Linked DNA regions of Macaca mulatta: region 2 is linked to region 1. Evidence: chromatin contacts called from public Hi-C data. All regions are on one chromosome and are shown on one strand. Each heading gives the region's core, a stretch centred on a gene start, on an enhancer-like site or on the middle of the called end of the contact. The rest is flanking DNA. Distances are from core to core; before and after follow the strand shown.

Region 1 (5,281 bases), core at 1,424-3,923:
TACGGAAGTTAGCCAGGTGTGGTGCTGAGCACCTGTAATCCCAGCTACTCCGGAGGCTGAAACAAAATAGCGCCACTGCACTCCAGCCTGGGCGACAGAGGCTCTGTCTCAAAATACATACATACATACACAAAAAATGCTCAATCTCTTCTTAAATTCCTAACATAAACTACTTCTAAAGGCATTTAATAGACAACTGATTCTTCCCAAGACTTACAATATGATTTTGCATATAAAAAGCTGAAAGGAAAGTGAAGGAAGGTAGCTATTTTTCTGAAATTCATTGACTAATAAATGGTTGCTGCTTTGCATATCAAAAGACATGCAAAATCATGGCTAATCATGATGAAAAGGGAAGTTTTAAAAGGAAAATAATCAGGGTTTTAAAACCGCCGGGCGGTCGTGGCGGTCACTCCTGTAATCCCAGCACTTTGGAAGGCCGAGGCAGGCGGATTGCTTGAGCTCAGGGGTTTGAGACCAGCCTGGGCAACATGGCGAAACCTCCTCTACAAAAAATACAAAAATTAGCCGGGCGTAGCGGCTTGCGCCTCTAGTACCACCTACTCTAGAGCATGAGGTGGGAGGATGGCTTGAGCCCGGGAGGCAGACTTTGCAGTGAGCTGAGATAGTGCCACTGCACTCCAGCCTTGGCGATATGGCCAGAGCTTGTCTCAAAACAATAAATAAAATAAAATAAGATTAAACTATGTAACAGTATTTAGATTCAAATATTTTTAAAAAACATGCAACTACAGTGATAATATTTAGCCTCTACTATGTACAAACAAGATACTATGCCTACTTTAATATACTTTAATGAAGGAAAAAACATGCCTCTACCATAATTTAAGCCCACTTTTTCTATGAAGTACAGTACTTCTATCTCCTCTCCAAATCAACTAAAGTCAACAGGTATACAAACTGGCAGTCGTACGTACTGCGTGCTGATTTCTACTGCTTTAGTCTTTATTGTTTTACATGTTAGTCTTTTTTCATTAACTAAATTGTAGCCTCCTTGCAAAAGAGCAGCCATTTATTTCCTATTCTTCCCACCATGTTCACCACTACAGCCCCTCACTCCAACCCCCCATCCTAGCACGGCACTTAAATAATAAAGGTCCTGGCAGCGAAACTCTAAACTGTTTATTTCTGACCTTTAGCAATAAACAATGTTAGAAAGGCAGATGGAACCACGTTTATCAAAACACAGAAAGCACGATGTTTACATTTCCTAAAGCGCATAAAAAGTCTTTTAGTTAAAATTAAAGGATGAGAGTTAAAACGAGTTACAAAAGACAGCTGGTGTTTGAAAGAAAAACACTGGAAGTAATAAAAACGGAGTGAAAAGGCTGATGTTGGGATTTAAAGAAAACATTTTTTTAATACAGCTGCAAATCAGTCATTGTTTTCTGAGAGGCTAGGTTCATCTCCAGGATTTTCTTCTAGGAGCTCAACCAATCGCCACCTTTACTGAGTTAACCAGTCTCCAGGCAAGCAGCCCTTGCTGATTGGCTCAAAGATGTCGAGTAGAAAAAGCAGCCAATCCTGCCTTCAAGCCAGAACTGTGCCATGGAGACATTACAACCACTGCATGGCGAGAATGTGTACAAACCTGTCCGTACCACAAATATCAGATCCTAGTTACAAAGACTGCCGCCGAAAGGAAGAGCTTTTGAAGCCAACACTGACACTGACCTGTCATCTACATTATATTACTCTAGCTCTCTTTCGGGGGGGGGGAAAAAAAAACTATTTTAACCAAAAGCGCATGAGGGATAAACTGTGCCCCCGCTAAGATGACTCACTCTATTGAGGATGAATTTCCAAACAAACGGCTCATAGAGGGTTCCGATGAGAGAGGGGCTCTAGAAGGGTCCCAGTGAGGGTCAAACTTGCAGGAGGGGGCAGGGGAGGCGGGACGAGGGCCAAAGACGCACAAATGCCGGGGAGGGGAAAGTCTCCCTGCAGTCTCCAAAATCCGAACGTGTGAGTGGTTTTGTGTTTGGACTTGAAGTGAGTAAATAAACGCTTCAGCTAGGACTACGTGCTCAGGAAGGTGGCCTGAAGTTCCCAGAAGGCTCCGCCTGGCAAACATCGAAGGCGCCTGGAGGGGCGCAAGGTCAGGTCCTGGCGGGAACAGAGCTGGGAAGAAACCTCGGGGGGTCGAGAGGGGTGTGTCTGGGGCCTGGAGGCCCGCCAGGCACTCGGAGGCCAAGGAAGCGGCCGCGGCCCCCGCCTTCGCCCGGCCTCGGGCTGAGCGCCAGGGCCCGCCTCTCGCCGACGCCTCACTTCCCTTCCGTCCGGGCAGCCGGGCCCGCAGGTCGGATCGGAGGCGGCCCGCGCCGGGCCTCACGTTCAAGGCTTGGGGGTTCACTCGCCGCGCCTCCCGCCGCTGCTTCAGGCCCTCCGCTTCGGCTCGGCGCCCCGGGACCCCTAACCTCCAGGGCCCTCACCTCGGACCAGCCTCCCTGCCTCCCACCCGCCGCCTTTACCTGCTCCTGGAACGGGCAGAGGGCGTCGAAACCGGGGCCGCGTCGTCTAGCGCACAACGCGGCGCCGCAGGTCCGCAACCCTTTCCCGCCGGCGCCACTGCGCTCTCCCGCGCCGCGCAGGGCTAGCGAGCAGCTGCGGCCGCGGGGGAGACGCGGCGAGCGCGCCTGGCGGGGAGACACTGCCGCTCTCCGTCCGGCCGGGGAAGAGCAGCCGCGCAGAAGCCCGCCGCGAGAGGGCGGGTGGGCGGCCGTGTGGGGAGGGGTCTCGAGGCGCCGGCAATGGCTGCCACGTCGCCCAGGTGGATCGCCGCCCACCGCCCCCCCAATCCCGCCGGCTGTCCGCCACGACCTCTGCTTCGTCCCCGAGCTCCGCCTCGGCGCGGCGGCCTGGGTGACCTGAGCCCGCGGGCGCTCCCACCTCTCCCGCTCCCTTTGGAGAGCAAGTCCTGCCCGGCCGGTTCGGCGGCTTCTGGCCGCCCACCGCCCACCCAAGGCTCGCCCAAGAGCCGGCCGTGGTCCCCACTTTTCTTGTCAGGGGGTGCCTGAAGGAGCAAGCCCTTCTTCAAGTGTCGGGTTCTGCCGGGGGGAAGGCGGGAGATGTTTGGCGCTGGGGAACACTGCAACAGGCCCGGAATTTTTGCCAAAATAAGCGGCGCGGTAAACCACAGCTGTTTCTAGCCCTCGGCACTCGCCCGAGCCCCAAAAAATAAAACAAACACGAGGTCGGCCTCGCGGGGCAAGGGGAGAGAAGAAAGCAGAGCTGGGGCGAGCTCTGACGCGCGCGGGGTCCGGGCTGCAAGTTGGGAGGGATGGCGAGGCGAGCGACCGGCCTCGGCATTGCCTTACTGGAGCTGTGGAAGCCAAGGGTCCGGCCGGGCCATGGCCGCTGCGGCGGGCACGGGAACCCGCCTCCTAGCGCGCGGCCCTCCCGCGGGAGGCTTCCGGGCGCGCGGCCTCGGAGCCCCACGGGGAGACAAAGGGGTCGGTGACGGTCACGGGGTGGAGGGAGGCCGCCCAGCCCCATCGGCCCTGCCAGCGTGCGGTATGAGCTCGGGGAATGTGGGCGCCTTAGCCGGTGGAACCGCAGCCGCTGGCCTTTGCCCCCAGTTCGAGCTTGAGTTTTCGGGTGCCAAGAAAAAGCAAAGACGTACGCTTCCCTCTTGCAACCGCTGTAGTATGAGTCCGTCTCCAAGCCTGCACCATTTTTTTTTCCTCTCTCAACTCTGCTTTCCCTGGTTTATTTGTTCTGGGTTCTGATATGAAATGTTTAGTGTTTTCAGGGTACGCAAATTTTTCACCTTTGCTTTCTGGGTGGGGGGGGCGGTGGTGGTGGTGGTGGTGGTGGCGGTGGTGGTGGTGGTGGTGGTGGTGGTGGTGGTGGTGGTGGTGGTGGTGGTGGTGGTTTTGCCTGTTTTTTACTTCCTCCGTCCCCTCCCTCTGCAATTACTTTTCATTCCACTTGCAGTGGTTTTTTCCAGAATAGGGAAACGAAATAACCTCATGACAAAGTGTCCCTTTGCATCGAAGAGACATTGTTGGTTGTTATGGGAGTTGCTTTAAACAGAGTGTAAATTTGGGGCAAGTGCAAGTGGTTTTTGTCGTTTAGGTCTAACTGGAACACTTATTCACAATGAGAACATTCTAGTGCTTTTTCAAGAAAGCAGTAATATATAAGGAGAGAACTCAAGATGGTAAATTTTCTGATGAAACCATCCACATAGAAAAATAGGGCAATTTTTTCCTTTTGTATGAATTTTGTATTTTTAAGAGGTCTCGAGTCCCAGTGTTAAATCACAGACTTCATGTTGATCCTTAAAAAAAAAAATCACTATTGGCCGGGCGCGGTGGCTCAAGCCTGTAATCCCAGCACTTTGGGAGGCCGAGGCGGGTGGATCACGAGGTCAGGAGATCGAGACTATCCTGGCTAACATGGTGAAACCCCGTCTCTACTAAAAATACAAAAAACTAGCCGGGCGTGGTGGCGGGCGCCTGTAGTCTCAGCTACTTGGGAGGCTGAGGCGGGAGAATGGCGTGAACCCGGGAGGCGGAGCTTGCAGTGAGCCGAGATCACGCCACTGCACTCCAGCCTGGGAGACACAGCGAGACTCCGTCTCAAAAAAAAAAAAAAAAAAAAATCACTATGGCCGGGCGCGGTGGCTCAAGCCTGTAATCCCAGCACTTTGGGAGGCCAAGACGGGCGGATCACGAGGTCAGGAGATCGAGACCATCCTGGCTGACACGGTGAAACCCCATCTCTACTAAAAAATACGAAAACTTAGCCGGGCGAGGTGGTGGGCGCCTGTAGTCCCAGCTACTCGGGAGGCTGAGGCAGGAGAATGGCGTAAACCCGGGAGGTGGAGCTTGCAGTGAGCTGAGATCCGGCCACTGCACTCCAGCCTGGGCGACAGAGCGAGACTCTGTCTCAAACAAAAAAAAAAATCACTATGGAAAAACTCCTTAATGTTTTTATTAAATTTCAAGAACAAAAAATTGTAATAACCCAGAATCTCAAGAGATAAATAGCTGTTGCTGAGAACCTAACATTAACTCTGCTTCTAAACAGCCATTATAAGAGACTAAAAACTGTAATATATACCACTTTAGAAATGAAAGAACCCTAGTAATTATAAACTTGAAAGAAGTCGAGGAAATTAATATTTTGTTTTTGAAATATGTTCACCATGATAATAAAAACTGGCATTTAAATTATTTTCCTTTGAACATTTGTTAAGGATTCATCACATCTTAAGTCAGAACAATAAGAAATAAACTCTTCTTAACATTGGAAA
Region 2 (5,281 bases), core at 1,727-4,226, 270 kb before region 1:
CTCCAGGTAAGGGCCAGACGGTCATTTTATTCCATTTCATTTTGTCTATTTTTTATTTTTATTTTTTTAATTTTAATTTTTTTTTTTTTTTTTGAGACGGAGTCTCACTCTGTCACCCAGGCTGGAGTGCAGTGGCGCGATCTCAGCTCACTGAACCTCTGCTTCCTGGGTTCAAGGAATTCTCCTGCTTCATCCTCCCAAGTAGCTGGGATTACAGGCACCTGGCACCACGCCTGGCTAATTTTTGTATTTTTAGTAGAGACAGGGTTTCTCCATGTTGGCCAAGCTGGTCACAAACTCCTGACCTCAGGCAATCCGCCCACCTCGGCCTCCCAAAGTGCTGGGATTACAGGCGTGAGCCACCGTGCCCTGCCTATTTTTAAATAATTTATAAGATGGGGGTCTCACTATGTTGCCCAGGTTGGGGTGCAGAGGCTATTCACTGCGCTCCCTCATGATCATTGTGCACTGTGACCTCCAATTCCTGGACTCAAGAGATCCTCCTGTCTCAGCCTCCCAGACAGCTGGTACTACAAGTGCACGCCACCAAGCCCAGCCGGGTGGTCATCTTAAAACACACGTCTGATCATGTCACCCCTCTGCCCAGTGGATTCTCTCCAGTGGATTCTCACCTTATTTGGAATAAAAACCAAAATCCTTACCAGCGACTACAAGGCTTTACATGATGTCTCCCCCGACTTTCCTTCTCCAACACTCTCCCCCTCACTCACGTAGCTCCAGCCTTGCTGACCTCCTTGCATTCCACACGCACACTGTGCCCCTCCTTCTGCTCCCTTTGCCTGGGGCACCGTTGGCATCTCCTCCTGACTCCCTTTCTTCTTCCTGGGTTCTGCCCAGTGCCTCCTTATCAGAAGCCCTTCCCTGATGATGCTGCATAGAGTAACATCCCAGCCCTGTCTCCATCTCCGGGATCCACTCTTCCTCGCACTTAGGACCAGCTGACGTGTGTGTGTGAATTGCATTTGGTAGTTATCATCTGTCCTCCTACTAGAAATTAAGTTCCACAGAAGTGGGGGCTTTGTCTTGTTCTGTGCTGTTCTCCCAGCTACAGAGAGGATATTAGAGGATATTTGTTGATTGCACCAATGAGTACTATCTAGGATGAGAAATCTAAGAAATTAAAAAGGGAAAGGCCAGCTTTCAGACAAAGTATGGTGGGTATATTTCCTATGATTCATAAGCTTACCTGATTTTTTTTAGCATTCACGGCCAGGGTGTTATTCACAGCCTTACATTGTCAGTCTACTGCTGTGTTATATTTTAACCTACATCAGAACAAAATTCCTTGAGAACATGGACCATAATTTTTCCCTTATACATAGTCCTAGCTCAAGGGAAACAACCACCAAGTCCAGTTAGCAGCATCTGCCACGGATGCAGGGGGAGGGTGTGGAGGCATCTCCCCATGTCTCTGCTGACTTGATGCAACAGAAAGAACCTAAGGACGCAGGAGGAGTCCTATGGCCCTGGTTCAAGTCCTAGGACCACCACTTGCTAGTCATATGAGTAGTAATTATTTCTCAGAGTCTCATTTTCTCATTTGTATAAATGAAGATTGTAATATTTTACCCAAAAGGGTTACTGTGAGGATTCAAGAGAAAGCAGATAAAGTACCAAGCACACACCTGGAACACAGCAAGACCCTCAGTGAATGCCACGAAGATTCCCCTCGCCGAACCACACAGGCTACAGTAGTCAGAAAGCACCCACTGGTAAAAAGAAACTCATAAAGTTGCCAACAGAAGAGCCAAGTTCATGTAGAGACATGAGTGGTGATAAGAGACATGCAGTTTTCTGGGTCAGGAGAGCAGCTGATATATGATCCAGGGTATCGGGTATGTCCAAGTGAGCGATCTGGGGACTACAGCGGGCTCTGATGTCTGTGCTTTGTCAGAGGGTACATACTATTCTCCCTGAAATCCCCTGAGGGAATATATTTGAAAGCTATAAAACTGTACGGTGTGGCATAGGGTATCTCCTGGCTTCCTCCTGTTTCTGGGGTCTTTCTTCGCTGCGTAGAGAAGACCTTATCCATGGGAAATTTCTGTCCTCAACGGTAGCCCACTTGCTCCTTGGGACTTTTCAGACATTTTATTTTGTTCTTGAGTGTCTGACCCCTTCTCATCCCAGGAGGTTCTCACCCCACTGGCTCTGCTTCCTCTTCTCATAGCGGACCCTGCAGTCACAATTGTGCAGTATTTCCCTGCTCATTGCAATCACCGTCTCTCTGCTAACATTGTAAGAGTTAGGCAAATGACAAGCCTGGGAAGAGGCACAAGGGACACGCTCTGCTCTTCTGTTAACAAGTAGCACGCTACAAGGATGCTAATCATAGAGAACGGGAGCTGGGAGATTCGGAGACAACACTGTGCAAACCCAGCGGATACCCTTCCCAGGCTATTCTGAGAGCTACCGGCCCCCAACCTCTCCCACAGCTTCTGCCCCCTGAGAAGCAGCATGGCCCCATGGCCCCAGGACCTCACTCATCTCCCGCTCCCCCATCCTCTGCCCTGTCCTGGCATGTCCCTAAAAGGGACATGTTAAAACCGAAAAGAGGCAAGGAGGTGCTTTCTCCCAGGAAGCAACGCACTGCTCCATCTCCCACCCCACCTGCCCTCAGCGTCTCTTTGGCTAGGCCTACTTAGCTGAGAGCAGCTCCGTGGGTATGAATGACCTAGGCTCCTGCTTCTGGAAGCGTGTTTGGAAGGAAGCAGGGAAGATATTGAAAGGTAAAGCAGGAAAACTGGAAGATTTTATTCCCAAGTTTTTTCCTCGAAGACACTTTAACTTTCTCCATTTCTTCTTCTCATTTACCTCACCATCGCCATGGACATAGGCTCTGTACACCAAGGAGCTGAACGAGAGGAATCCAGGAGAGCCACAGAAAGGACAAGGGAAACCAGTGCAGGGGGGATGGACGCACATCCGCTGACCACGTAAAAGCCAGGCCAGAAGCTAGGCCCTCAGATACGTTAGGTTTTCTCGGTGCCTTTCAGAGCCATCTTGGAGCCTGAAAAAACAAAAAGAAAAAAAGAGAGAGAGAGAGAACATTGGCAATACTAATCCTGTTTTGTTGTTGTTGTTGTTTGTATTGGTTTGTTTGTTTGTTTGTCTGTTTTTTTAGACAGAATTTGTCTCTGTCGCCCAGGCTAGAGTACAATGGCGTGATCTCAGCTCACTGCAACCTCCACCTCACAGGTTCAAGCGATTCTCCTGCCTCAGCCTCCCAAGTAGCTGGGACTACAGGCATGCATCACCACACCCGGCTAATTTTTATATTTTTAGTAGAAACAGGGTTTCACCATGTTGGCCAGGCTGGTCTTGAACTCCTGACCTCAGGCAATCCACTCACTTCAGCCTCCCAAAGTGCTAGGATTACAGGCGTGAGCCACTGTCCCCAGCCACTAATCCTGTTTTTAAACTTTGGTATTTTTATTTATGATGAAATATTTTGCATTAATTTTGATGTTTAGAAATATTGTATTAAGGCCAAGCATGGTGGCTTACACTTGTAATCCCAGCACTTTGAGAGGTCGAGGTGGGTCGATCACTTGAGGACTTCAAGGCCAGCGTGGGCAACAAAATGAGACCTCATCTCTACCAAAAAAAAAAAGGTTCTTTTAACCAGGCATGGTGACACATACCTTCAGTCCTCCCCACATGGGGGAGGCTGAGGCGGGAGGATCACTTGAGCCCAGGAGTTTAAAGCTGTAGTAAGCTATGATCACACCACTGCATTCTGCTCTGGGTGACAGATAGAGACCCTGTCTCAAAACAAATTTCTATATTCATTACTAATATTTTTGGCTCCCCCTTAAATGTGCAGTGGAAGCAAGTGCCTCTCTGCCTCACTCTGGTCCTGGCCCTGATGAGATTTAGCCTAGCTGATGGAACTGGTCAATTCACCTGGTTGATGATTTTTTTTTCAGAAAGAAAGAGTGAAAGCTCTAAAAATAATCTTTAAAAATCAAAGTATTTTTTTTAAATGTGCAATTCTGCTACAATAATTAAGAAAAGAGTAAAAGTCTCAGTCACAAAAAGAAACCAAATTTAGACACAATTCAAATCCTTTATCTTCTGACAAAGCCAAGGTACTTCACCTTCTCAGCCACCAGATGTCTCTGTACGCTCCCCGCAGGCCTCTGCACAGGGCACTGCAGATAACGTCATATGTGAAATCGGCTGTTTTTAACCAGCTCTAAAGAGACAGCACATACAAAGAAAAAAAAAACCAGTTTGAAACGTAACAGCTTCAAATACCAAATGTACAGTGATCCACCCATTTATCCAGGATTTCTGGCTAACAGCCAAGTGCTTATGATAATAAAATCTATTAACAGATTTAAGCTAAGAAATAGATTATTAGAGTCAGGTTGTCCTAATCAATACACTTTCTAGAATGTTCCTACTTTATTGTTTTCTCGTACCTTATCCGGATTAATTTCTAATGGAGTATAATTCTGCAAGATCAAAATAGAGTATTCCAGGAACTAACTCTTTCCCTGGTTTGGAGGACTAGATTTTACCGAATTCTTTAGGGTAGGGAATTTTTTTGTTGTTTTTGTTTTTGTTGAGGCAGAGTCTCACTCTGTCACCCAGGCTGGAGTGCAGTGGTGTCATCTTGGCTCACTGCAACCTCAGCTTCTTGGGTTCAAGTAATTCTCCCGCCTCAGCCTGCCAAGTAGCTGGGACTGCAGGTGCGCACCACCATGCCTGGCTAATTTTTTGTTTATTTTTTGTAGTTTTAGTAGAGACAAGTTTTCACCATGTTGGCCAGGCTGGTTGTGAACTCCTGACCTCAAGTGATCCATTCGCCTTGGCCTCCCAAAGTGTTGGGATTACAGGCGTGAGCCACCACGCCCAGCCTAGGGTACGGAATTTTGAAAACAATATTTAAACCTTTTGTATATGTTTTTTAAAAAATCAGTGCATGAAGTGCTATGGGGGGCCCAGAAAACAAAGTAGTGGGAAGGTTGTACTATTCTTTCAAAGTAAGTTTACCTTGGCTTGTTGTCATCCTTTCCCTTCACATCCTCACCTCCCCTCTCAGAAGAAAATGTAACACTTCAGTGAACAGACCATTTCCTCTGAATTTAACTTTTTTGTGAGTTGTTCTGCAAATAAGCACTTCGTTCAACACCGTGGGGGACCATCGATCCTTCTTCCAGAGGTCCGGGAAAATGACTCTTGGGAGAGGCCTCTGTGATAAGACTCCATGAGCTTCTCCAACTCCTCTAACACAGCATTTGTTCTTCATTTT

Evidence for each region. Hi-C and Micro-C count contacts between places; a contact is called where the count stands out from the background.
Region 2: a contact with region 1 is called in a Hi-C map of fetal cortex germinal zone, with 2.9 times the contacts expected there. The contact joins the promoter of CHRNA9 here to the promoter of N4BP2 in region 1. A contact is called at or near these places in 2 of 14 Hi-C or Micro-C datasets (fetal cortex germinal zone and fetal cortical plate).

Annotation. Positions count from the first base shown.
Region 1 is chr5:39,298,688-39,303,968 of T2T-MMU8v2.0, reverse strand. N4BP2 (NEDD4 binding protein 2) reads right to left here and starts at 2,673. Exons shown (of 18, transcript XR_013417825.1): 1 at 2,493-2,673.
Region 2 is chr5:39,567,226-39,572,506 of T2T-MMU8v2.0, reverse strand. CHRNA9 (cholinergic receptor nicotinic alpha 9 subunit) reads right to left here and starts at 2,976. Exons shown (of 6, transcript XM_001094288.5): 1 at 2,836-2,976. It also overlaps a transcript of RHOH not described here.